Linked DNA regions of Astyanax mexicanus: region 1 is linked to region 2. A link is a contact called in public Hi-C data. All regions are on one chromosome and are shown on one strand. Each heading gives the region's core, a stretch centred on a gene start, on an enhancer-like site or on the middle of the called end of the contact. The rest is flanking DNA. Distances are from core to core; before and after follow the strand shown. Region 1 overlaps dennd4c (DENN/MADD domain containing 4C). Region 2 overlaps dennd4c (DENN/MADD domain containing 4C).

The links. Hi-C and Micro-C count contacts between places; a contact is called where the count stands out from the background.
Region 1: a contact with region 2 is called in a Hi-C map of blood, with 2.4 times the contacts expected there. The contact joins two enhancer-like sites. A contact is called at or near these places in 2 of 3 Hi-C or Micro-C datasets (blood and muscle).

What each region holds. Positions count from the first base shown.
Region 1 is chr8:28,176,556-28,182,561 of AstMex3_surface, reverse strand. All of the region lies in intron 1 of dennd4c (DENN/MADD domain containing 4C), which reads left to right. Among protein-coding and RNA genes, the nearest start is that of dennd4c, 9.6 kb to the left of the region's middle. Within about 2 kb of position 4,136, the one cell type or tissue checked has an H3K27ac peak away from gene starts, as active enhancers do.
Region 2 is chr8:28,141,285-28,147,447 of AstMex3_surface, reverse strand. It overlaps dennd4c (DENN/MADD domain containing 4C), which reads left to right. Exons shown (of 34, transcript XM_022678282.2): 13 at 412-557; 14 at 811-849; 15 at 1,537-1,667; 16 at 3,192-3,324; 17 at 5,401-5,607. Among protein-coding and RNA genes, the nearest start is that of acer2, 19 kb to the right of the region's middle. Within about 2 kb of position 3,232, the one cell type or tissue checked has an H3K27ac peak away from gene starts, as active enhancers do.

The DNA.
Region 1 (6,006 bases), core at 2,887-5,386, 34 kb before region 2:
TTTGTCTGTGGAAAAATAGTCAATATGAGCAATTATGGTTGTGCGTTGCTACTGTATACTGTTATACTGTTATTCAATTTATATTCTTCTATATCTTTTTACTCATTTTTACTGCATTTTTGCAGCATAAATAATGCTGTAGTTTTGACACCCTATAATCATTACTACTCAAGATTGTTTGGTCTAATTATGTGATGTAGGATTATATACAGCTATTTAGCTAGTCACAGTTTTTGTATAAGTATTGTTGAAATCAGAATTTTGTGGAGAAAAATGCATAACCATTTACCATACATCATTTTACACAAAACACACATTTAGGACATGTACATGTACTCATCTACTTGTTGTTTTTCATCCTTTCTTTCTCCCATTCACACACATATTGTGTGTGTTTGTGTCTGCTTGTTGGTGTGCATGCCTGTTGTTAGATGTGTGCAATATTACAGATTGATTTCTTTTGCGGTTTAAATAGTGATTGAGCCACTACAGGAAAACAGTAACTTTCTATCATTCTGATATTGTAGAGCCACCACTGTTACTTTAAATTATTTAAATGATCACCAGGTGGTTTGTTTTGATAATAAACCGATGTTTACATGAAGTAAAACAATCATTATGTATCTTTTGATGTGCTTTGTGTGTGGGGAAGTGAAATCAGATTTTATCTAGTTATACTGGGGATACATTTAATGACCAGTGTAAACAGAATCCAATCAAAGTAAAAACTCATATTGGTGCCAAGTGTAAACAGGCCCACAGACTTTCAGATTTGCTAGTCACAATCCGGCATGCATTTCTTATGTCTTTCTAATGTTGTCCTGGACATGGCGTCTAGGAATCCCAACTCTTCACTTGAGTGGTACAAGGTGTAGCCTGTTACTCATTTGTACTGTTCTAGCTCATTTTTCCTGTCTGAGCAAGAGTGTGTGGGTGGATCCATGTTCTGCTATGGTGAGGCCCGTTTCCTGTGGCTGTATTTGGTGACTTGCAAAACTTTGCGTAACTGTGATTTCAGATCAGATATGGCTGAGCTGTTACCAATTAAAATCAAGAAAGAAGAGCTCTGAAAGTTGTCTTCTTTTTGTTTGTTTTTTTTAATCATGAAGTGAATTTATTCTTGGTTCTGACACTTTGTTACATTTTTTGGATTTAATGTTGCTTTTTAAGCTCTCAGAAGTGTCACGTACAAAATTACCTTCTTTGCCAATATGTGTCAGCACACTGCTTTGATTAATGTGGGAATACAGTTATAAAGCATCCCCCAAGGAGCCTGACCCAGCTCAAATAGGGCCTTTACCATATGACTTTAACGCATAACATGTCTAACCTAATTTCGCTCCAGATGTCATTCTGTCAGATTCAAGGCCTTAACAGACAGAGTTTGATTAAATTCAGAAATATATCGCACTCCATATGTGATTCTGCAGACAGCAAAAATGTGAGGTCACATTAGCCCTTAGCTGATTTGTTTTGTGAACTTTCGCAAGCACTATTGTCTCTGGTATTTCCACAGCTACAACAAAGAAGACTGGTCGTATTTGTCACTGTGAAGCATATTCATTTGACAGTTATTAAAAAGATAAGGTTGTGCTTTCCTTGGTCATACAAAATGACATTTGTTGCATAAAGGTGGTAAATATGACAGCATTTTTTGTATAAATATATTTTTATATGGTATCAATATTTTTAACCATATCAAGAATATTATTAGTGCTTAAAAAACATTGACCCAGCTTTACATTGCATTACAAAGAGTGCGATTAATCCTCTTTTATTAGGAAATGTGCAACAAAAACTGAATAAAAATCACTGGTCCATGCACAATAAAGTATCTGAAGAGAAGTTATGAATAGGCCATTCTCATTGTTCATCTCAAACAGCAACTTGGAGTAAGTTACTTATGATGCGTCAATCAACGCAAAGCAAGTTAATGTATTAACTCAAGCTTACAGTACAACGGCGAGCTGCACTATGTTATTTAGGACAAGCTTTATCATCAAATGCGTAAAAAATAAGTAAAGGAAAGCTTGACTTTTTATATAATCAGGACTTCACATCTAAAGACAACACAAAATTAATCACTGTAGGCCACTATTCTTTCCATATATACTATTAATACAAAATATATATGCTATGTTTTTGAGAATCAATACAGCATTGCAAAACATATCACAGTACTTTGATATAATCAATGTTGCACAAGGTGCTTAAAACTGAGCAAAACTCTATAATATTTGTGTAAAGAAACTGTAATTCTAGTGTACCCTTTTAGTCTGTGTTTTAGAGATTCTGTATCTGTCTGCTTGTTGATGTTGTTTATAGCTGTCCAGGAGGAGGAGCTTATAATGTGGTCTGTGTTTTATGACAGTGAAGTAAGAGTGGAGCCCAGGAGCAAACAATACACATTTTTTTCACATAAAGCTGCTTTAATGAGGTTCTGTTAATGAATCTATGTTTTACTATTTGCTTGTTTTGTGAGAAAAAATATAATGTTTTTGTTTTTTATTCATACCACAAAACAAATGGCAACTTCAAAGCAACATAAACTATGTTCCCTAATGTAATGTTTTGTGTGTGTTTTTTTTTTTTTTTTTTTCACTACCTAAATATATTTTGCAATTTTGTGCCATTTATTGAAGTAGCTTTTTTTGTGTGAGAGTCTGAAGCTTGGCTGTATAGTGTTTCACCTCTGTTCTTACTATTCTCACTGCCAACACCACATTGTACTGACAGGTGGCTGAGAGCAAGTGCTACATATCCAATGGTGGCTGCTGATGACACTTTCCAAGTGTCACTTCAGTGAACTGTGTTCGTCCGTTAGTGGAAGGCCGTTGAATACTTGCTGAGAGATCACTTGAGCACACCCTGACAAACAAGCTATAGTAGATAAGTAGTAGGTCTGACTTGAATCAGGGTTTTTCTGGGGTTTTCTTACAAATTATCATAAAGTAAAGAATAAGATCATAACTGACATCACAGCTGATTTCGCAGGAACTGGCTTAAAAAAAAAACAAATGTTTTAAATGTTACTTTCATTTTTTTACACAGCAGTCTTACCGTGTAAAACAAAAACATTAAAGAATAAAGTTAATCAAAGATGCACTGAAAATTGATTGTTTTAAATATATATTTTTAATGTCTGCAGTTTCTTCTACTTAAAAAGTAGGTCCAGCAGTGTGAAGTACCTCTTCTTGTTGCTTAGCAACTCCTGCTCATCATAATACAGCATGGTAAAACGGTATGTTGTGATCAGGTATGACAGAAACCCAAAAAATGTACACATACCGTGCCATATCTGTGATTTTATATATATATATATATTTTTAATCTCACTTTCCAAGAATTATCCTAAAATGTTCTCATCAAACTGTTTTAGAATGAACTTCCCCATTGTCCTAGAATGTTCTTTATATTACTCTGTCCTAGACCATTCACTGCATCACACTGTTCTTTGATGTACTTCCCCATCACACTGTTCTGAAATAACTTCTTCATACTGTTCTAAAATATTCTTCTGGAATTAGCTTCCCTGTTACCCTGTCCATAAATGTTCTCCATCCAGTAATTGTGTTCTAGATTGTACTTTACCATATATGTTGCTCTGCTTGTTTTCCCTCCATTTATGCTTTTCTGGAAGGGTCTGGCTCATTTGCAATACCTGATATTCAATAAACAACTTAAAGTGCACCTCCAACAGACGAAATATATTTTTCTTAATGTTAGTTGGGTCAGTGTCCCACATCCATAGCTCAGGCAGGAGCTTGGTAATTAGCTGACTATTTGGATCAGGTGTGTTAGAAGGGGAAAATTCCAAACAGAGAACAACTTGTTTTAAAGTGTATTAAGAGGTTTTAAGAATTCTGATTGTGTGATTCCTGTTGCAGCTTCATGACTCTTTCTTTTGCCATTGAACATAGACTTTAAAAGCTTGTGATGTATCTCTATTAAATCTACACTAATGGAAACAGCTGTTAAACTGAGCGAGACAGAGAGAGGGAAAGAGAGAGACAGAGATTCAGAGTTTGCCATTCTTCTCAGCCGTGGCCATCCTGAATGAGACTAAGTAGTGGGGCCTCTCAGAGGCTGAACAGAGTGAACTGAGACAGACAGTGCGGGGCACAGGGATACCGGCCATCTGCCCAACTTCCCCCCCTGCCCTAGCAAATCATCCCTCTGCTACAAAGCACCAAGGCTTTTGTGTGCTTAGGGTGAGATCAGCTACTGATGGGAGGAGACCATGGATACTGGCTGGATTATGGGTGTTAACATTCAGCCTCAAAATCTCAGGATTGATCACTCTTCTTTTAACTTTTTAGTTAGTAGTTTTAGAACAATCTATTTTACACCACTTCTTCCTTTTCTTCACATTTTGAGACCTTTTCAGTGTTGGAAGTTGTAGCGCATGGGCTGTGTCCAGACTGTTATCCCAAATCTGAAGTTTGGCATATCTAGATTGATATCCAGTTCCAGACTGATTTCATATTTCTGATTTTTGTCTTCGGTGCCTTGTAAACAACACTATAAACTCCATAGCTCATATATATATATATATATATATCACTTTTTCTTTTTTCTCTGCTACCTGCTCACTTTTTTGTTCTCTTTAGTTTCTCTCCTCCACGAGTGCTCGTTATTAAAGGAATCCAGTTTGTGGTTCTTTGTGTACATAAACGATCTAAGATGCTTCTTGACAAGCTTTAAAAAACAGCTTAGTACAGTCGATGTATAGAATTAGTTTATATGTATTTTCTCTGCTTTTTAAAGCGTCATATGAGCTTTTGTGTTCTGCTCCAGCTGTTTTCCTGTCATCTTGATTTTCATTTGTTTGGTTCTGATTGGTCAGCTTGATTTAACTGCATCCTTACAACACAGACGTGGGCTCTAATTAAAATATGTAACATCACAGTCCATTCGTTTTAGATTTAATGTGGATAATTTCAATATATTGGCAATAAATGTGACAAAAGTTGTCTTTAGGGTGATTTTTCTATGTAAAAATAGGGATTTTTTTGTTGCTCTCTTTAATTTGCCCCATCCTAGTGCCCAGTAAAAAAAGGGAGCTTTAGTTTGCAATCCTTTGTGGACATTAACAGACTAGGATGCACCTAGACAAACGTGGCTACAGTTCTAAAAATTGCTACATAAAGTTAGTGTAAATTATCTAATTAATAAGGCCAAACTGTATGTATCTTTACAATGTAATTACAATGCAATTCCATTATTTGTGTAATTACATTAGACTTGTAACTCCAGTATAAAACTAAAGAAGAAGACATCAGACACCAAACATACCTTGGAAAGACCAGAATCCCATTTTTAGAGTGCAGGGCAATTCCTTCACTTTGTCATTTGCCTGCAGGCTGCAGAGACTGTGCTGCTCGATCTCAACCTTTTCAGTCTGAGGCCAGTGCTGCAGCCAAGAAATGTGACCTCAGCCTCACACAGACAAAAGAGCTTGGCTGTCCACTTGTACGCCTATGTAAGAAAGGAAGGCTCTGTGTAAAGGAAAATGGGAGTGAAGAACAATTGTGACTTTCAAAAAGTCTCAAATTCCTCACCTGCCCACAGCGGCACTAAATATAAGGTGCACAAATGTAAACTACCAATTAACTTGTGACTGCAGCTTTATATGTTCTTTTTGTATTTGCTTAACTACAAATATAAACTGGTAATGGAGTTATTTTAAGGCATTAGGGTTAATAAATGCTTCAGTGTAGATCAGTTATATTTTTTATTGTAGATTTCTGATTAATTAGTTGTGACAGGATATAGTTAGATAAACAGCTTATGCTAACCATCTGATATCATTAACGTGCATATTGGTGTACTTACAAACTTGGTGTGCTGTTGATTAAGCAACCATTGTGTGATTTAAGAGGAAAGGTTCTTTAAGTTCACTGAGTACAGTTTGTTCTTTTTTTTTATAAGAATACTTGTTTTGGGTATCTGGTGTATTGATTTTAGTGTGTTTAATTATGGATCTTAACTTAATCTGTGTAAATT
Region 2 (6,163 bases), core at 1,983-4,482:
CCAAAAATGCCTGAGGTGTCATTTTAACTAGGTTTTATTGGGCAAAATATTGTCCTATCAGTAATTGTAATTAATTTTTTTTTTTTAAAGACTATATTATCCTATAGATATTAGTAGTAGTAGTAGTAGTAGTAGTAGTAATAATAATAAAATAATAATAATAACAATAATAATAATTTTAAATGAATGCAGTTGCACTCTATTGTGCAATTAACATTTCATTATCAAGAACTAAATTTATTGCTTAAATACATAAATAAAATATAGATTAATATATGGAAAAAAAAGTGTATCAGCTTATTCATGTTAGTGGGTTCAAAATAGCCAATGTTAAGGTAAGCTATGGGATTATTGTGACAGGCCTGATAATTGTTACTTTTGCTACTTTACTTTTTCTTTTTGCTACTCCAGGGTTCTTGAAGAGTAGAGATCGTGCACACCAGAAATTCTACTCCCAGCTCACCAAGACCCAGATATTTATTCGCTTTATCGAAGAATGCACCTTCGTCAGTGACAAAGACACAGGACTGGCCTTTTTTGACTATTGCATTGAAAAGGTACACACACCCACACTTCTCTCTAATAAGTTCCTTTGTTGCCACTGGCAACAAACCAAAGACTTTCACTTTCTAAAACAATCTACAAATCTTCACCCACCTCTTTGAACTGTTTTAAAAAACCTTTATGGCTCTAGCAAAGAATCTTGTTTAATTTCCTAAGCTATAACACATACGTTCATTCCCACTGGGAGAAAAGGAGGAAACACAGTTTCCTATGATTGAGTTTGTTCCTTTCTCGCCTCTCTCACAGCTTTTCCCGTCTGATAAAGGAACAGACAAGGGCACAAAGGTAAGCCTTATTTTCCCTGGAACGCTTTTCGCCGTAACCCTGCTGTATCATTAGAATCATCAGAACAAGCTGTTATGCTAAATTTGAGCAGTGGAAAAAGTTTTGGGGTGAGACTAGGGGCATAAACTTTGATGAGTGCAGCAAGTAAAAAATGCTGGTAGAGCTGAGTAGAGAGCAGTTTTGCTGATAGGCTTGTAAAGATTAAAGTAGGACTCAGGCTGAGGTAACAGGCTCTAGATCAGCCATTCATGGTAAAAAAAAAAACAACACAGATGGCTGTTGCTGTTCATATGCAGTGCCATCAGTTTAATGGAGTAAATAATTAACTCTGCCATCTGCTGTTGGGTACAGTGGCACATTGTTAATCTAAACATGTTGAGCCGTAACGGAAGTGGAAAGTCCCTGTTTTGGGGGGGGGGGGGGGGTGCACTGTGAGTTTATAAGAAACATTTAAAAACATATCTTATGAAAATCTATAAACTGCATGTTGCTTTATTTATCCTACAGTACATTTATCAGTACACCGTGTGCATTTCTAAACATGTAGAAAGTCAGGCATTACATTAGAAAGTACAAGTCTCGCCTGTCATGTACTGTTCAAAGGTCTTCCTAGAAATACAGTCAGACAAAAGGACATTGAAAGGTTGAAAGTTAGGCTAGTAGCATTCAAGGTGACCTGTCTTACAGGTTGAAGGAGAGTGGTCAGAGGATGCAAAGCTGCTGGAGCTGGATGAGTCTCAAAAGAGTGAGCACACTGTCTTCATCATGCCTCCAGAACCACCTCCTGATGACGGCTCACAGCCTCCTGCTACATACAGGTGAATGCCCAGAGTTGTTTGTTTTACATGAAGTTATACACAACGAGTCAGAATGTTATGACCACCTTTTTGTTTCTACAATCACTGTCAGATTTTTTCAGCTCCACTGAACAGTTAGTAGCACTTTGTAGTTCTTTAATTAGAGACTGTAGTCAATATTTTCTTTGCATACTTTATTATCCTGTTTTCTCCCTGTTCTGAAATTGTCTGGACCATCGCAGAGCTGGTATTATTTGGGTGGTGGGTCATTCTGAACACTGCAGTGACACTGACATGTAGGGGTGGGTATAGTCACTGATTTTCCAGTTCGATTCGATTCCGATTTAAAAGGTCCGGATTCTATTCAAAATCGATTAATTTAGGACAATTTCAATTACAATAATAATTGTAGTTTGAATATGAAACTTCCATTATTAAAATATTAGCGTTTATACTATATAGACTTAACACAACAGTTACAATCTTTTTTTAATATAATTTAATGTAACTTAATTAATTGCGACATTTTGCTTCACATCTCTATACAGGTTTAGTTTAGTGCGCCAGCCACAAGTGATGCTGGAAAACCTGGCTAAAGGTGGTTTAGCTTAGCCAGTGAATCAGCTAACCGGCTAAGCTAGCGGTGGATTCAGCCGATCAGGTCATACTTTAAATAAAGTACAGGTGAAAACAACACTGGAAAACAACTTAAAACTGTGTTAAATGTACTAGGTTGATAAACACAGGCAGCAGTGAGTGAAAATACAGAGGAAAACAACATTTTCACAACAGTGTTGTGTTGGTATGGAGGGTATCATGCTAGAATTTTTAAACACCTCAGAGTCACTGCTGAACTGAAAATAGTGCATCAACCAGAAATATCCAGGCAACAGTGTGCTATTAAAGGACAAGAATTGCAGCAACAGATTAACTCCTTTCTTAGTTTACGTCTACAAGGTGTAGCAGCTAGGTAGGAGTGTCTGTCAGAGTGAACAGTGAGTGGACACAGTGTTTAAAAACTCAGGCAGCCCTGCTGCGTCTGATCCACCCTTATCAGAGCAACATACTCTAACACATGCTACCATGTCAGGATCATAGCATTGATGAGAATGACCAGTAATTAGTACAGCTTACAATTGAATTTTTATCAGAATAGACATTTATGTAAGTTTTTATTTAACAGTTTTCACAAATTAGAAGCTTTTAGAAGTTTATACACCCATCTCAGTACAGTAATATAATCTCTGAAGAGCCTTTTTTCCATTAGTGCAAGGCTCGTGTCATCGATGTCCTTGTCTTTATTGGTATTTAAGACCTGCCACTCACTCCAATGTTAGCCTTGAATCTGTGCCCAGTGGTCAAGACTTCAGGTGCTGGTGCCAGGCTTTCTGCATAGGAAGTCTTGCACTTACTGTCTCCTTTTTCTTTCTCATTTTAATGAGTTCATTATTGACTGATCGGCTAAGCCTTCTGTTTTTTTTGTTGTGTTTTTTGCTAAAAAACTCACCTTTTTGTCATTAAATCATGCTTCATCCTCTACCACAGCTACAAGAGCTTCCCCCGGTTGCGGTTGGAGTTGTTTGATCGGCCACAGGAGCTGAAGCCAGCACTCAGCAACAGAGCAGCAGGGGCCAGTCTGTCCAGCAGCCCTGCACTCCTGGCAAAAAGAACCAAGCAGGTGTGACTCCAGTTTATTTAGTACACTTCACTTCACTGAACACAGTCACACTGTGCTTACCACTAGAAACAGTGTAAATACATTTTAAATGAAAGTCAGTGTACAAACATATTGTTCTATTGGTCAATTTATCATGAAATATTGACATTGTTTACTTGGATCATTTTTCTTTTAAAACCTCTTGTAAGATTGAATGGGACATACACTTACACACATTTATAAATTCACATAATTTGAAACTGACGGCTACTTTTTATATTTCATCAACATTTAATGAACAGACCAATTGAAATGCTCTAAAAAGAATTTGAATAATTTTTTATGCTGTCTTCTATTGAAAGTTTTAGAGATTTCTTTTGTCAGATACCAAAAATATCTGTGCAGTATGTCAATTTTAACAATGCCTTCCAAAAATGCATTGTCATTCTTTTTCTACAAACTACAAACTTCACCATCACCATACTAAAAACTTCATGTGACTGCTTAACTTATAACATACAGCTGGATTTTTTAATGACACTGTCATTTAAAATGACAAAAGTATATTTTATTTATCCTCTATCAACACTAGTTTGGATATTCTGAGTGAATGACCAATCATGTTTGTAAGTGCTTGTTAGGATATCTGCTAAATTCTGTAAATGTAAATGTAGCTTTCAATGAAAGTCAATGGAACAAGATTTTATTTTAAGTCATTTTGGAGTCATTTCCACTAGTCCCTTCACCATTACATTTGAAACAATTTAAAGCACCAGAAAAGAAGCCCAGAATGACTTATCACTGCCTCAGTGGCCGCTCGCCCATACTTACTGACGATTTGGTTTGCAGTTGGAGAATAGAAGCTGCCTTATTTAAAAGTAACCGTGACTAAAAAAGAGGACAGGGGCTGTGAACCACAAGTGCCACCAAACAGAAAACAAAGCTGCACTTCACCTAGCTCTGTGGTTTGTCTCTTTTTGAGAATACCTCAGTGTTACTGATGCGTTTAACACACTTTCTACACTCGCTGACAGTTAAAAGAAAATGCACATGTGTCACACACACGCTGAGCTGGATTAGAGGGAGGGAAGAGCATGGCTGGGCGGAGACCATGCCTGTAGGGTGTTTGTTTTCCTTCTCCTCTGCTCTCTTGATCCTCCCCACTCTTGAAAGCCCACATCTCAAGCCCTTTGTAGATTATTACGGGGATTGAGCACATAAACATAGTGTTTTGGGTCAGTTTGGGTTAGTTTCCCTAGCCTTTTCTTTCTTAACTGTTTTAAGTACAAATAAACTACAAAGTAACTGCAGAAAAAATCTGAAGAAAGTCCTACATTAGTAGCTGCTTCAGGACTAAAAGTTTCAGTGTGGGAAGATTCCTGCATTGATTGAAATATTGTTTTTAGGCCACTCTTAATGTTTGGATGTTTGTCAGTGTGAGTCCCTGTTTTATATCAGACTGAACTGATCTATGGACTTGAGATCACTTCCCTTCTAGCACGTTTGGCAGGAGGTTTATGTTTAGCCTCAGTACGTTCAGGATGTGGGTTTACTCAAGCAGGTGCCACCCTTTGCTCATAGAGTGAAGGCACACTGTGTCTAATTTGGCAAGTTACATAGACAATGTGGACTAAATTCAGCTTAGTAATTTATGTGGTGTTAAACAGAAGCTTAAAGCAGTTGTCCTTAAGATTTTTATTTATTTATTTATTTATTTTTTCCATTTATGTTGAAAGCAGTGGAGTGGGGAGGGGACAAAATAATTTAGTAAATAGCATTAATGTGTTTCTGTAACCATCTTGACCAAACCAAATGTATTAATTCTAAATAGAATGGCCTGGTAGGTCCCAAATTTTTTTTTAGCGGTTTACCTTTGCAACTTCAGCACAGGAGACTGTACCACAATAAACATTTTAAAAGTACTTTCCTACACGCTCGGTCCAACTACACGTTCTCACAAGAGAGATCTCTAAACTCCCAGAACTTATGGACTCTGACTTTAATAAAATTCCCATTTACTAAGCTTTTAGAATCATAGTATCATTTTCATAATCTCCTAATTAAATAATAACTCCAATTGTGTCTTTCCCATCACAGGAAGTGAAGCTGGCCTACAAGATGGCAAAGCGCTGCTACTCAAACCCTCCCCAGTGGGCTAAGTGTCTGTACAGCCACTGCTACAGCCTGTGGTTCATTTGTCTGCCTGCAGGCCTGCGTATATCCCATTCTAAACCTAGGGCCATGCAGCAGGCCCTCAATGTCCTAGTAAAGATGAGGAGCACTGAGGTGGAGGTGCTGGATGAGGTATGTTTGTGGTTCTTATTGTTGTTCTGGAGGGCTGCAGTCCACCAAAACATCATAATTTTATCCTTTGATTTTACTTTGTCAAGGTTTTCGCAGGGCATCAGCAGCCAGAGTCCAAGAGAGCACAATTGGCCTTTCTCTCTTGGGAGTGCATAAATGGCATTTCCTCCATATATCACTCTTATTGTGATATTGGCCAGCACAGACATCTGTTAGCACTTTGCATGTGTCAGAGGAGGCATGATCTAGTCTTCAGAGCTGGCAATAGAATAGTAGTCTCTGGAGCAGATAAGCATAAACTTGTTGGCACCATGCCAGGCATGGGTTTGAGGGGTATAAATCCCCCAGCATTGTGCTGTGGAGTGATTGTGCCCCATCCAATACTTATGGGATGTGGAATTGGGAAGTTTGGGATAAGTTGGAGTGGTGATCATACAAAATATTGACCATGCTCATACTTTTGTCATCGAGTGCAATCAAATCCTCACAGCAATGCTCACAAATTAGTATAAAGCCTTACTCCATCAAAAGCAAGATAATCTCATTTTTTATCTCC